Regions from separate parts of the Mus musculus genome. Here all the other regions are linked to region 3. The links are chromatin contacts, called in public HiCAR-type and promoter capture Hi-C maps. All regions are on one chromosome and are shown on one strand. The core of a region is the stretch at or near the end of the contact, and the rest is flanking DNA. Distances in the headings are between cores, read along the strand shown. Region 1 holds the start of Ctsh (cathepsin H). Region 2 holds the start of B430319G15Rik (RIKEN cDNA B430319G15 gene). Region 3 holds the start of Zic4 (zinc finger protein of the cerebellum 4).

Region 1 (4,047 bases), core at 947-3,446, 1.3 Mb after region 3:
GTGTGCACAGTGTGTGTGTGTGTGTGTGTGTGTGTGTGTGTGTGTGCGCGCGCACAGTGTATGGTGCACTGTATACTCACAGAGATGTCCCAAGTTTTCCTTTCTTGCACTCCACTTTACTGAGGAAGGGGTCTTTAATTGAACCCAGAGCTCACCGATTCTAGGTAGTCTAGGTAGCTTGTTTACCCCAAAACCCTTCCATTGTTGCCTCCTGAATACAGTGATTACAGGTAGCTGCTATGTCTGACCAGCTTTTACACAGTTTGGGGGATGACTCTGGCTCTCAGACCTTTATACTAAGGGCTTTACAGACTGAGCTATCTCTTTAAAATGAATGTTTTTACATAGGGCTTGACACATGCCTGGAATCTCAGTAGTTGGAGGATAGACAAGAAGATCAGGAGTTCAAGGTCATCCTTGGCTAGTAAATGAATTAAAAACAGAAACCCAAAAAGGCTGGAGGGGCTCTCAGGGTCCCATCTCTGCCTGAGGATTTATAGGTTAGTTAATAGTTGTGGGGGTGGGGGATTGGCCGCGGAAGGAAAGATACATTTTCTTCAGTGGTGTAGTGGCTGGTAAGGTAAGGTGACCATGTTTTTGATAACCCTAATAAAGCCCAGAGGGTCACAGAAAGATACGAGGGAGGGAGGAATGAGGAGAAAAGGGGATGGGGAGGGGGAGAGAGAGAAAGAGAGAGAAAGAGAAAAAGAGGAGAGAAGAGAGAGAGAGAAAGAGAGAGAGAGAGAGAGAGAGAGAGAGAGAGAGAAAATGAGAGAGAGACTAAGTTTCTAGACTGATTTCGCTGATACAGTCTGAGTCCGGATCGTTTGGGATGTCTTCACACTGCCCGGGAGATCCCCAGAGACCCAAGTCAGCACAGCAATATGAATTTGCTACGTGGCATTTATCTCTCTCTCTGAAAGCCCTAGTTCCAGTGAGTTACAAAACCAAAAAGAAAGAAAGACAAGCTGGTAAGAGAAAGTAGAAATGGGAGGGGGAACAATAGAGGGTAATGAAGGCTGAAATATATCAGGATATATTATAAACACTCATGAAAATGTAATAATGAAACTTATTATTAAGTACAATTAATATATGCTAATAAAATCTTTTTTTTTTTTTTTAAAGGAAGTTTTGTGTGTCCTGCGGAAGGACCATCAGCAGGGCTAGGAAATCCCAGACCACCATCTACTCTCAGCCAGGGGCTTTGATTGACCGGCTCTTTACACTTAAAAATGGCTGGCGCGCTTTAACTTCTGTTTTCACTGTCCATAAATAAACATCTATTAGAACCAGCTACCCGTAGCTGCGTTCGTTCCACAGGTTCCAAAGGTTCGTTTGTAGCCTTTAGGAGTTGCTACAGAGACCAACGTTGTACACAGTAAAATATTTACTGGTTAGTCTCCTGCGGTTGCACTTTGCCAAGAGTTGAGGCGACTTTCCCGAGCCAGCTTTTTCCAGGCACACCACAGACGCTAGGGTTAAAACTTCTGTGGGTGCCCCATGTTCCGCAGGGCAGGGAGTCACCCCAGCACGGCACAGTCGGACTAATAACCCAGGCAGGGCGATCCCCGGGGAGGCCAAGTCCACGGAAAGTACAGGCTGGGATGTCCCGCTCCCTCCCGTGGTGGGACAGGAAAGTTTTGTGCCCTTAGCTGTCCGGCAGAAGGGGCTGAAGGCTTCTGTATCTAGATCTGAGCCAAAAGGACTCTAGGTACCTGCCAGCCTGTTCCTCGGATCACGCAAGACGCGTGTCCCCCGAGACTAGCCCGTCCCTGTTCTCCCTCCGGTGCCCTCGGAGCCCTGCGCCCCACTTTCTCCCTCCTACCTATGGCGTTCACGGTCAGCTCGGCGGTGGCCCCAGTACTCAGCAGCCAGGCCCCAGCGCACAGCAGCGGCAGCGCAGCCCACATCTCGGCGCTCACTGCCCGGTCCCACCGAGTGCCCTCTGAGCCCAGCCTGTGGAAAGGAGGTGGGGCGACTCTGGCCTCCGCCTAGGTGATGATGGTTCCTCTCCTGCCCCCTGTGGCCATTACACTCCTGCTCTTGGGAAGAAGGGTTCTCAGGGTCTGACCCTGAAGGCTAGTCCCTGCCAAGTGGGAGGAAGCGCAGCCTAATCCCCAGTTTCCTGTCTGTCCCCATCTCTGGTAACTCCGTCTCCGTGAAGGTTTCTTGAACCATAGCTCCCTGGCCTTCCCTATAGCTTGAAATGACTTAACCAGAGGGCTGTCTGGACTGCTCACCCCCAACAGGCATTTGGGTTGCTTCCAGGCATTTGCGTTGCTTCCTCCTCCTTCCTCCTTCTTCTTCCTTCTTCTTCTGTTTTGGTTTTTTGAGACAGGGTTTCTCTGTACTCACTTTGTAGACCAGGCTGGCCTTGAACTCAGAAATCCACCTGCCTCTGCCTCCCAAGTGCTGGGATTAAAGGTGTGCGCCACCACACCTGGCTCTTTTTTTCTTCTTACAGTCCCCATATAGCCCAGGCTGTCTTTGAACTTGTAACCCTCCTGTTTCAGCCTCCTTTACAAGTTTCTCCTGGCAGCCCATGGCATTTTGATGAAGGCAGAATGACCTTCCTCTCCTGAGATTCTTTGGTCAGATTCTGTCTTTCTAGTGCCGGGGGAAGAGATTCCAGAAGTCTTTTAGAATTAAGTATAGTAAGGTGGTTCTCTACCTGGGGGTCAAATGACCCTTTAAAAGGGGCCACCTAAGACCATCGAAAAACACAGATATTTATATTATAATTTATAATAGTATCAAATGTACAGTTATGACATAGCAACAAAAATAATCTAATGGTTTGGGGATCACCATAAAATGAGGTTGAAACTACTGGTCTAGTGGCTTTGACCAGTTTTCAGAATTCTATTTAAGAAGCCCTGAGGCTACGGATGTAACTCAGCGAGCATGGTCCATCATGCACAAGGCTCTCATATAAGCCTTGAATAAGTTCAATGCCTAGTACTCCTATAAACACACACACACACTCCCCCCCACCCCCCCCAAATAGCCAAATAGACAAACCGAACCAAAAGCCACCACACAAAGGCACGTCTTTCAGATACTCTGGACATGTGGACACTGAATCTACACTGATCGGTTCTGACAGGCCTGGAGTATGGCTCCAAGGACAGATAGTGTGCAAAGGGCTCCCATTTTAGGATATCTGACTTGATGTGTGTACTGGCTGGTTTTGTGTGTCAACTTGACACAGCTGGAGTTATCACAGAGAAAGAAGCTTCAATTGAGGAAATGCCTCCATGAGATCCAGCTGTAAGGCATTTTCTCAATTAGTGATCAAGGGGGAAAGGCCCCTTGTGGGTGGAACCATCTCTGGGCTGGTAGTCTTGGTTCTATAAGAGAGCAGGCTGAGCAAGCCAGGGGAAGCAAGCCAGTAAGGAACATCCCTCCATGGCCTCTGCATCAGCTCCTGCTTCCTGACCTGCTTGAGTTCCAGTCCTGACTTCCTTGGTGATGAATAGCAGTATGGAAGTGTAAGCCGAATAAACCCTTTCCTCCCCAACTTGCTTCTTGGTCATGATGTTTGTGCAGGAATAGAAACCCTGACTAAGACAATGTGTTTCTGAAAGAAAATGAGATTTTGTATCTTGTAATTCATGTAAAAGAGTTGTCTATGAGTCTAGGCCTGGGGCCGAGAACAAAGCAGAACAGACAGGGCTGTTGTTAAGACAGTCCTAAGAACAGCTTGATTGTACAAGCAGGGCTATCTTGTCTGGGTCAACACCACCTGGCCGGAACCTCCCCTCTGTCTACTGCCCCTTGACGCCAGGTAAAGTCATACATCAACTGGTTGCTATGTGAGCAAGATAAGCCCCCAGCCCACAGGAACAAAGTTCTGATGCCCTTTTTTTTTTTTTTTTTTTTTGGTTTTGGTTTTTTGAGACAGGGTTTCTCTGTATAGCCCTGGCTGTCCTGGAACTCACTTTGTAGACCAGGCTGGCCTCAAACTCAGAAATCCACCTGCCTCTGCCTCCCAAGTGCTGGGAGTAAAGGCGTGCGCCACCATTTTTTTGTTTGTTTTTTTGT
Region 2 (4,141 bases), core at 320-2,819, 1.2 Mb before region 3:
CTCGGGTACCAGCCACCACCTCTTTTTGACACAGGATCTCATTAGCCAAGCAAGCTTTGCCAAGCAGGCTACACTAGGTAGCCAGTCAGCTCCAGGGATCTGCCTACAGTCTATTTCATCCTCAATGGGGTTATAAGCACAGGCCACCAGGCCTAGCTATTAAGTAGACCCTGGGGATCCAGAACTCAGGTCCTCACACTTTTGGTACAAGTACTTTACTAACTGAGCCATCTCCCCAGCTCTGAATATTCTTTTTACTGACCAGCTGGAACACATTGACAAATAATGGGGGGGGGGGGGGTTGTCACAGGTGATCTGCACTCTTGAAAGCCCACTCATCTAGACAACTTAGACCTGAAAGATTATTTATGTAGTAATATCCATGTAGTAATTTCCAGTTATACTACTTCAGGGATAAAACTTACCACAGCTGATAATAAATCTGACCAAATAACCAAACAATGCATCTTTTGCATCTATTAGCTTACCACAGAACATGTGAAACCATCTATCTGTGTGTGTAACCAGAATGGCTACTCCTCACTTGGCTCCATTAATGCAGAAACATTTCCAACATTTAGCTCATAACTGAACTCTGGGCCCACCTACCACCACAGAAACCATGTCTCAGATATTAACCATAGGCTTTATATGAAAAACATTCGTATCTCAAATCCCCTGCCTTAGATATTACAATCCCTTAAAATTTAACATCCAATTCCATGAAATGTAAAAGCTTGCACAGGGAAGTTTTTGTTGTTTTTTTTGTTTGTTTGGGTTTTTTGTTTTGTTTTGTTTTGTTTGTTTGTTTGTTTTTAACCTCAAATTTAAAGGTAGCAGCCTGGCATGGATATACTCTGTAAACAAGTGAGAAGTCGCATCGAGGTGGCATAAAATAGACAGAAGCTGAAGCCAAACTCTAAAATTAGCAAATCCTGGCGGTTATTTTTACTTATCAATAAAAGCTTTTGGTGTTTTAACAAAGACCGTTTTCAGAGTAAAGTCTTATATTCTGTCTCTATTCTCATTTATCTGTGTGATTTTTCTAGTACTATGCTGAAAGAAATACCTTTGATATGAGATAAAAGTTACTTCAAAATCAGAATACTCATACAGGTTCAGATTTCCCTGTGACTGCAGCCAACAAAGCGAGCACTGTTCCACAGAACCAGGTGCTTCTGAGTCCTTAAGTTTCACCTATTGCGCCATGAGAAAGACAAAAACCGATGGTTACAGGGTCCAACTGGACTTGTGCCAAGTGTTACCCTCTGAATTGGAATTCCAAGGTAGAAATGTTTGCTCCTCGCCTTAGTTTCCAGAGGAAAAGAATCTAATTAGTTACTATAGAATGCAAAATTAGCGCATCCACCCACTCATCACCAGAGTGCATCGGGTCATTTAAACGCAAGGCTCAGTTCCAGGGAGCTGAGCCCAGGGCCCAGAAGTAGAAAGGACCAAAGAACTCCCCTGCGCGATACAGCAGCGCTGCAAGTCCCGTTGAGACAAATAGGCGGCGGGGCTCTCCTCTGGCTGAACCCAGAAAGTTTTGTTCACACGAACTTGCCTCCAACTACTAGCTTTAGCTCAGCTTCCGAACACCGGCCAGGGCCAGGGCTCAGGGACGCCCCAAAGTGTAACGGAAGGAGGAGTGGGTGGGAGCACACTGGGTCCGATCGTAGCCGGGTCCCGAGCGCTGCGTGTAGACAGAGGCAGGATGGCAAGCTGCTTCCCGGGGCGCAGGAAAGGAGGTCCCTGCCAATCTCAAAGCAGGGAGCCCCGCGGCTAGGTCCCGCAGGGATGGAGCAAGCAAAGAGGAAACATGCCCAGTTCTCTCTAGACCGCCGGTGGAAACCAGCAAGCAGAGCTCACCTGCAGGGATGCGCCCGGGCGTCTCCTCCGCCACGCCCAGGCCGGCCGCCCAGGAGAGCAGGGCGAGCATGGGCATCAGCCGCCCCGGCCTCGCTCCGCGGTCCCCCATCCGCCCCTGAACCCGGGAGCCGAAGGCCTGTGGCGAGGACTTCTCGCGAGACGCTGAGACCCCGAAGAGCGCAGGACCAGACGTGAGCCCGGGGCTGGAGCGGAGGGCGGACTGGGAGGACTGCGTGGGTACCGAAGAGCACGGAGAGGATTGAGCGGACTTCGGCGGAGTCCGAGCGCAAGGAGCGGACGACGGAACCGGAGGCGCCCGCGGCGCGGGCTTAAGAGCAGCCAAGGAGGGCGGGGCCAGGGCCGGGGGCGGGGCGCTGCTCCGGGACCCCGCGTCCCGGGCTATCCCGGCTGCACCCCCACCCTCCGAGTCGCCTACGCCTACGTGCACCGCCTCACGCCGGGGCTCCAGGGAGCTTGCTTGTGGAACGTGCGCCCCTCTGCTCTCCCGGGGTTCCAGAAGCTTCCTCGGCACGCCCTGGCTAGACCTTCTTTCTCTACTGAACCCGGCGCTCCCGGAGGTGAGTGGTGACTGCGAGGGCTTCAGTCTGCTTGGCTGAGTAGGCGCTTGTCACACTCCCAGCTGTTCCTTCTGAACTTCGCCATCACCGTGTCAAGGAAGGCCATGCTTTGATTTTAGTCTGTAAACAGAAACTTTTCATTGTCCGGTGAACATCTCTGCCGCTGCTGGTGCCAGGAGAGCCATAGACTCTTTCCAGTAATGAAGCTTGTAAACCCGACGGAGTCCAAGCCCAGCTTGGGCAACCTGAGGCTGTGCTTTAACAAGATCGCCCTGCCAGGCACATGGAAAATTACTTCCGAAGATGTAGAGGAGCCATTCCTGGTCTCCTGGGAGCTACCTCCACTGCTTTGGGTTTTGATTAGTATGTCTATGCAAAGTCATTTGTCCTCTGGTTTTTACACTTTTAGTCCCAGGATTTAAACTGAGTTGTGCAGGGGTGAAAGTTTTGACAACTTTGTCTCACACACTCCGTGTATGCTTAAAAATGAAGAAAGAATCAAATTGACCGCGTTCAAGAAGCTCGTAGTTAAATCTTCCTGCAATGGGAGGAGAAAGGAAATACTCGTTCTAAGTCTGATTTTTTAAAGTTAAAATTACTCAAAGTTTATGATCACAGGTTTTGTAAAATTGGCATAAATTCAAGAGGAATACTAGCTAGCAGATTGAAAGCAGGTGGGAAAATGTGTAAATATTAGGAGTGTGACATTTAAAGGAAAAAATAATCATGAGACTGAGCCAGTCCTTGCTGTTTTGAAGGTCTTGGTGTGTCTGTCCTCCTCCCTCTTTTTAATAAAGGAAAATTGGGGAAACTTCAGACATGAGTAGAAATAGTCAAAGAAATGGAAACTGTGATTGCAGAAGAATGGAGTAAGGAAGAATGAAGTGAAACTTTTTTTTCTCTGAAGAGGGTCAGCTAAGAAGTGGATTCTTTTACAGTGTGGGTGGCAGGTGCAGCGTCATGAATCCAAGCAGGGGCAAGTAGAATCAGCCCTCAGAAGAAGGGCTGGTCATTTGGCTAAATATGTTTCCAGAAATCCAGACTTGGGCCTGCCAAGTTCCTTGAACTTGATTTCTTGCTTCCCCGAACCTCTGGAGTCTTCAACTTGCCTGGCTAGTGATGGAATTTCCATGTATGCTTAGCTGTAGAGCCTACCAGTAATTATTGGTTACCATGACAGTCTGTTGAGTCTCAAAGGCAGAACTTAAGAGCCTCTATAAAGCAATAGTCTCTGAGACTTTCAAAATAGCCAGACGCTTCAGTAACAACCTGAAACCAAATCCTTCCAGCCCTCTCGGGTTTCCAGCCCTCCTGTAGGCTGGAGTTGTCTACTCCACAAATATCTACTTCCCATGGCAAACACTCAGCTTCTTTAGCTCATCAAATCCAGATCTTACACCTAGTTTCTTTATCTTCATTAATGATCCTCTTACTTACATGGCTCCAGATTTTTGTCAATCTCTGCTCTCACTAGCACCAACCTAGAGGACTGTTATATTTTTCTTCACATTTTCTCTGCCTTCTTCCATTCATTCTTTCCTGCTTAAGTAACATACCTCTTGATGCCCTGGTTCAAGCTTTTTATCACTGGCCAACTTTCCTGTGGCTGCTTCCTGTACCCAAACTGTGGAACTCTGTATTATGGCTTGACCCATCATACTCATGATTTTTGTTTTCATCCCTAAACACAAAGA
Region 3 (4,352 bases), core at 1,449-3,948:
CTTATTCCTCTGTCCCTGGGGATATAACTCGGGAAGAGAGGGGACCAAAGGGATGAGAGAGAGTGGGGGGAAGAGCTCATAACGTGCTTTAGAAAGCCGTACAAGATGTTTGCTGACATGCTAGGGGAATAAAGAACAAGAGCCCAAACTGGACTTTGGTCTTGCCTCAGCCTATGCCAGTGTTCTACCACTAAAACCTCATGGAGAAGGCAGTTTGTGGGAAGATTTAGCAAGCTTCTTACCGGGTACTGCAACTATCGGGGACTTGGACTCTGAAAAGGGTTGCTGTTCTAACAAGAATTGTAGAAAGGGAAGCTACCGCCTGCAAAACTAGAGTACCAAGATGGAATTCTTCTGATCTCTGCATCATTCTTCCCATTTCCCGCCTCCAAGATGGGGGAGGGGAGAAGACGCTGACTTCTTAAACTTCAAGCGAGGAGGGGTGTGTGTGTGGGGGGGAGTAAGGAGAGTCAAACGGTGGCTGCTAAACTAATTAATGTAACTTCACAGGCTGTTCTGAAAGTGTGAAAACTTTCTTCTTGCAATTGTATTAATTAGATGCTTCTGGCCAGAAGAGTTCAACTCCCAGGCTCCTTCACCGAGCTCCTTTTCTTTCTGTTAACTAGAGCTAACAGATGTGGTTGACACATGTCCCTATTTCACTTAACAACTCGGTAAATGACATTTAAGACAGTGGGTCCCGTTGGGTCTCTACTAAAATAAGAATGAGGGTTACCAAAAAAAGTCCCTTCTGTGGAGCTAGCAACACAAAAACAAGTCAAAAGTAGGCCCCCAAGGCTCATAAATCCTAAAGAAGGTATTAAGGGTCAGATGACCCCTCAGTCCAGGTGATGGTGGGGCTAAAAGGAAGAAGAGTTTCCAATAGTAATCTGTAAGTGTGAGGCAATTGTTCCCATTTCCTTTAAGACTTTGGGGGAAGCCATGCTGCTTAAAATATGTCTTAAAACCAAACTACTGGGACTGGCGATATAGCCTAGGGTTCAATCTCCAGATCCTAAATAAAATCAAAGCTCTAAGCTAGAAACACCAGTTTACCAACAGGGACCCCAGAACTCTGGAGCCACTCTGCCCAGACAGCCTCCAGAAAACGGTGAGTCTAGGAGCAGAAGCTGTTAATTACCGCTTTATAAATCTGGCTCATGGAAAGAATACCAAAATACCTCCCTCCTCCCCTCAATTGGAACTTAAGAAAATTCAGACCCAAGGGTCTGTGTCCCAGGGCTCGCAGACAGCACTGAGTACTGACCTGTATGTGTTCGTTTGTGTATTTTGAGATTTTCTGATCTAGCAAAGACCTTCCCACACCCTGGGAAAGGACAAGGGAAGGGCTTCTCGCCCGTGTGCACGCGGATGTGATTTACAAGTTTGTATTTGGCTTTGAAGGGCTTGCCCTGTCGCGGACACTCCTCCCAGAAGCAAATGTGGTTAGCCTGCTCTGGGCCACCGACGTGCTCCACAGTGACGTGCGTGACCAGCTCGTGCATGGTGCTGAAAGTTTTGGAGCAGGGACGCGGGGACATCGGGCTGTCATCCCCTAGCCACTTGCAGATGAGCTCCTGTTTGATGGGCTGGCGCATATAGCGGAAAAAGGCTCCAGGGCCATGGGGTGCGGTGAGGTTCATGGTCAGGTTCATGCCGCCATAACCGTGCAGGGCTGTGGCTGTTGCCAGAGTGTCGCTGCGGGCCATAGGCCCTGGTGCAAAAGGTTCCGACCTCGCATACATGTCTCCAGGGATCCCCAGACGCAGGAGTCCGTTCAAAGGACGGCTGTGGGAGGCCTGAGGAGGCTGCTCGTGAAGGCCCGGAAGCACGGAGGGGTTCGAAGAAGCGGCGAGCTGGGGCCCATGGTGTCCACAGCTGCTACCTGTTGTCGAGACAAATAACGTGCATGAGAAGCGGTGGCGTGGGCTTCGCACTTTCCCCGGACCCCGGGGACACACTCTGCCCAGCCGCATCTAGGTTTCTGGCAGTCGGTGCTGGGATCTTGAGCCGGTCGGTGCCAGCAGTGAAGCTGGCAGACCAAGCAAAGTCAAAAAGCCTCCGCCTTCGTCCGGCTGGGCTGCAGTTCTGCCGAATCCCCTGCCGCGCCATGCGCTGGAAAGGGGTAGCGATAATGGGGTAGGTGGGAAAGGCAGCAGGGCTGAGTCTGTGGGTGCCTGGGGGCACGGCCTCTGCTGCAGAGGTGTAAGACCCTTATCTCCAGATTACTTTGTCCACCAACACCAAGGGGTGCTCCCAAGCCAAAGATGGAGATGATAGGAGGGGTCATTTCGGAGGTGGTGAAGTTGGAAGAGGTAGTGATTTTAAAGCGTCCTAGACGTGTATATAATAATTTCAATGTCCCACTGGGCCCGGAAAGGACCGCCTGCTGCACCTCGGTCTGGCAGCCACCAATGCTACTGCAGTGTGATAGTGCAAAGAAAGGACAACCGATAAAGACGAAAAGGGAAGAGAGAGAGAGGAGAGAGAGAGGAGACAGAGAGAGAGAGAGAGAGAGAGAGAGAGAGAGAGAGAGAGAGAGAGAGAGAGAGAAACTTATGCAAAGTGGCGGAGATTGTTTGTTTGTTTGTTTTTTAAGTTTGGGGTTTGCCCCCTCCTCCTTTCTGTTTTCTCAGTCTTTAATGTCCGTGTGAAACCCCGGGCACTACAGAGGCGGCGGCTGAACGCTTAAGGAAATGAATAGATTCGGGGCCGCGGCCCCGGGCCACCGTGAGAACAATTGCCTGTGTCGCCTATTGGCCGGTGGTCCGGACCGACGTCAGTGATGACAAGATCTCTCTCTCTCTCTCTCTCTCTCTCTCTCTCTCTCTCTCTCTCTCTCTCTCTCTCTCTCTCCCTCTCTCTCTCTCTCCCCCCTACTTCCCTCTCCCTCTCTCCCTCTTCCTCTTCCTCTTCCTCCTCCTTTCCTCTCCCTCCTTCGCTCCCTCCCCCAATCCCAATAGCATTTCACGCTTCTGTTGCTCATGCGCTCTGACCCAGGCACGGATTCTTTTCTTCCCTGTAACTCCCCACCACCCTCCTCCTTCCAGAGTGCTGAGCTTTGCCTCCATCTTCCTGGAGGTGAGCGAGCGGTGTTAGGTTATGCTTATACCTATGACGACTCCGGGAGAAGTTGAGCAGAGTCCTATGAACAGTTGAATACTCAGGTGCCTCCAAGAATTAGGAAAGTTTGTCTTTGAGCTTAAAGCACAGGGTCCAAATCAAGGCAGAAAAGTAGACTGCAGACTGCCTGGAGCAGAGAAACTCCTCCGGTAGCGAGCTTAGGACCCAATTTAATTCTTTCTTTTTCTGAAGTTCCTTCCCCCCCTTGTCTTTCTTTCTTCTTCTTCTTTGCTCTCATTTCCCCTAAGCCTACCCTGCATGTCTGCCGCACCTTGGTCCTGTTTCTGCTCCTTTATTCACTCACCTTTCCTCTTCTTCTCTACTCCTGCCAATTAGCCTTGCCTCTCCCTCCTCTCGGTGACTGGCAGTCCTAGAAGTAGAATCCCACCCTGACTAGAGAGACTGGACCAGAAGAGGTCATGAGGAGGGACTGTTCCAAACTCACTTCAGGCTCCCTGAAAGGTCTCTTTTCATCATAGCTCACATTTATCTACCCGCGGGTATTCTGGCTAAATAAATAAATAAACGGCTCAAGGCACACAAATACACAAATAGAAGGAACAGATCCTTTCCTTCCAGTCCATGGGCCAGGGGACTAGTCTGGGGGTCCTGAATTCTGTGCAGTGGTACCAGATGAAGGTTCCACCAGTGACAACTGTGATAGCTTCCAGTCTGTGGCTACTTGTTGCAGAAACTTTGACCTTAGTCCTTGCTCACTTTAGGACTCTACAGAGTGGATGGCACAGTTGGCACATCCATGGCCTTCAGTCTAGAACTACCATTATAGCTGACTGACGAAAACCAATTGAAGATTTCAATTTTGGCTCAGGAATGACTGACCTTGTCTGTCCTAGGATCAACTGCTTCCTGAGCTCAGGGCCCTGACTCTGTCCTTGTGCTCAAAAATGCCAAAGAAAGTTCTTGGATCCTCTGTTGACAAAGAACATGTGGACAAGACCCAGAAACCTTTGGGTTTTTAAAGAGAGTTCTAAAGATTGAGAAGAAACAACATCATCATCATCAACAACAACAAAAACAAAAACATAGCCCTTTAAGAGAAGGGAGAAGTTTGAACAAGTTACATGGAACACTAACTTAGAATTGATTTGAACTGGTCTCTCCCTGAGGGTTCCATGATTAGTAAATAAAGCCCCCCCCCTTCATTTGTTTTAATTTGTTGTTGAGACAAGGTCTCATGTAGCCCAGGATGGTCTAGAATTTGAATGACT

What was found. Promoter capture Hi-C pulls out the DNA fragments that hold promoters and counts their contacts. HiCAR-type assays count read pairs that join an accessible place to other places.
Region 1: a HiCAR-type map of astrocytes shows a contact between it and region 3, with 2.7 times the contacts expected there. The contact joins the promoter of Ctsh here to the promoter of Zic4 in region 3. A contact is called at or near these places in 1 of 39 promoter capture datasets (hippocampal neurons) and 1 of 115 datasets of contacts at active chromatin or transcription factors (astrocytes).
Region 2: a contact with region 3 is called in a promoter capture Hi-C map of embryonic stem cells, with 2.5 times the contacts expected there. The contact joins the promoter of B430319G15Rik here to the promoter of Zic4 in region 3.

The regions. Positions count from the first base shown.
Region 1 is chr9:90,052,416-90,056,462 of GRCm38.p6, reverse strand. Ctsh (cathepsin H) reads right to left here and starts at 2,196. Exons shown (of 12, transcript NM_007801.3): 1 at 1,829-2,196. The coding sequence starts at 1,913.
Region 2 is chr9:92,540,297-92,544,437 of GRCm38.p6, reverse strand. B430319G15Rik (RIKEN cDNA B430319G15 gene) reads left to right here and starts at 1,569. Exons shown (of 1, transcript NR_029474.1): 1 at 1,569-4,141. Plod2 (procollagen lysine, 2-oxoglutarate 5-dioxygenase 2) reads right to left here and starts at 2,215. Exons shown (of 19, transcript NM_011961.3): 1 at 1,870-2,215. The coding sequence starts at 1,978.
Region 3 is chr9:91,376,318-91,380,669 of GRCm38.p6, reverse strand. Zic4 (zinc finger protein of the cerebellum 4) reads right to left here and starts at 2,698. Exons shown (of 3, transcript NM_001374749.1): 1 at 1,268-2,698. The coding sequence starts at 1,976.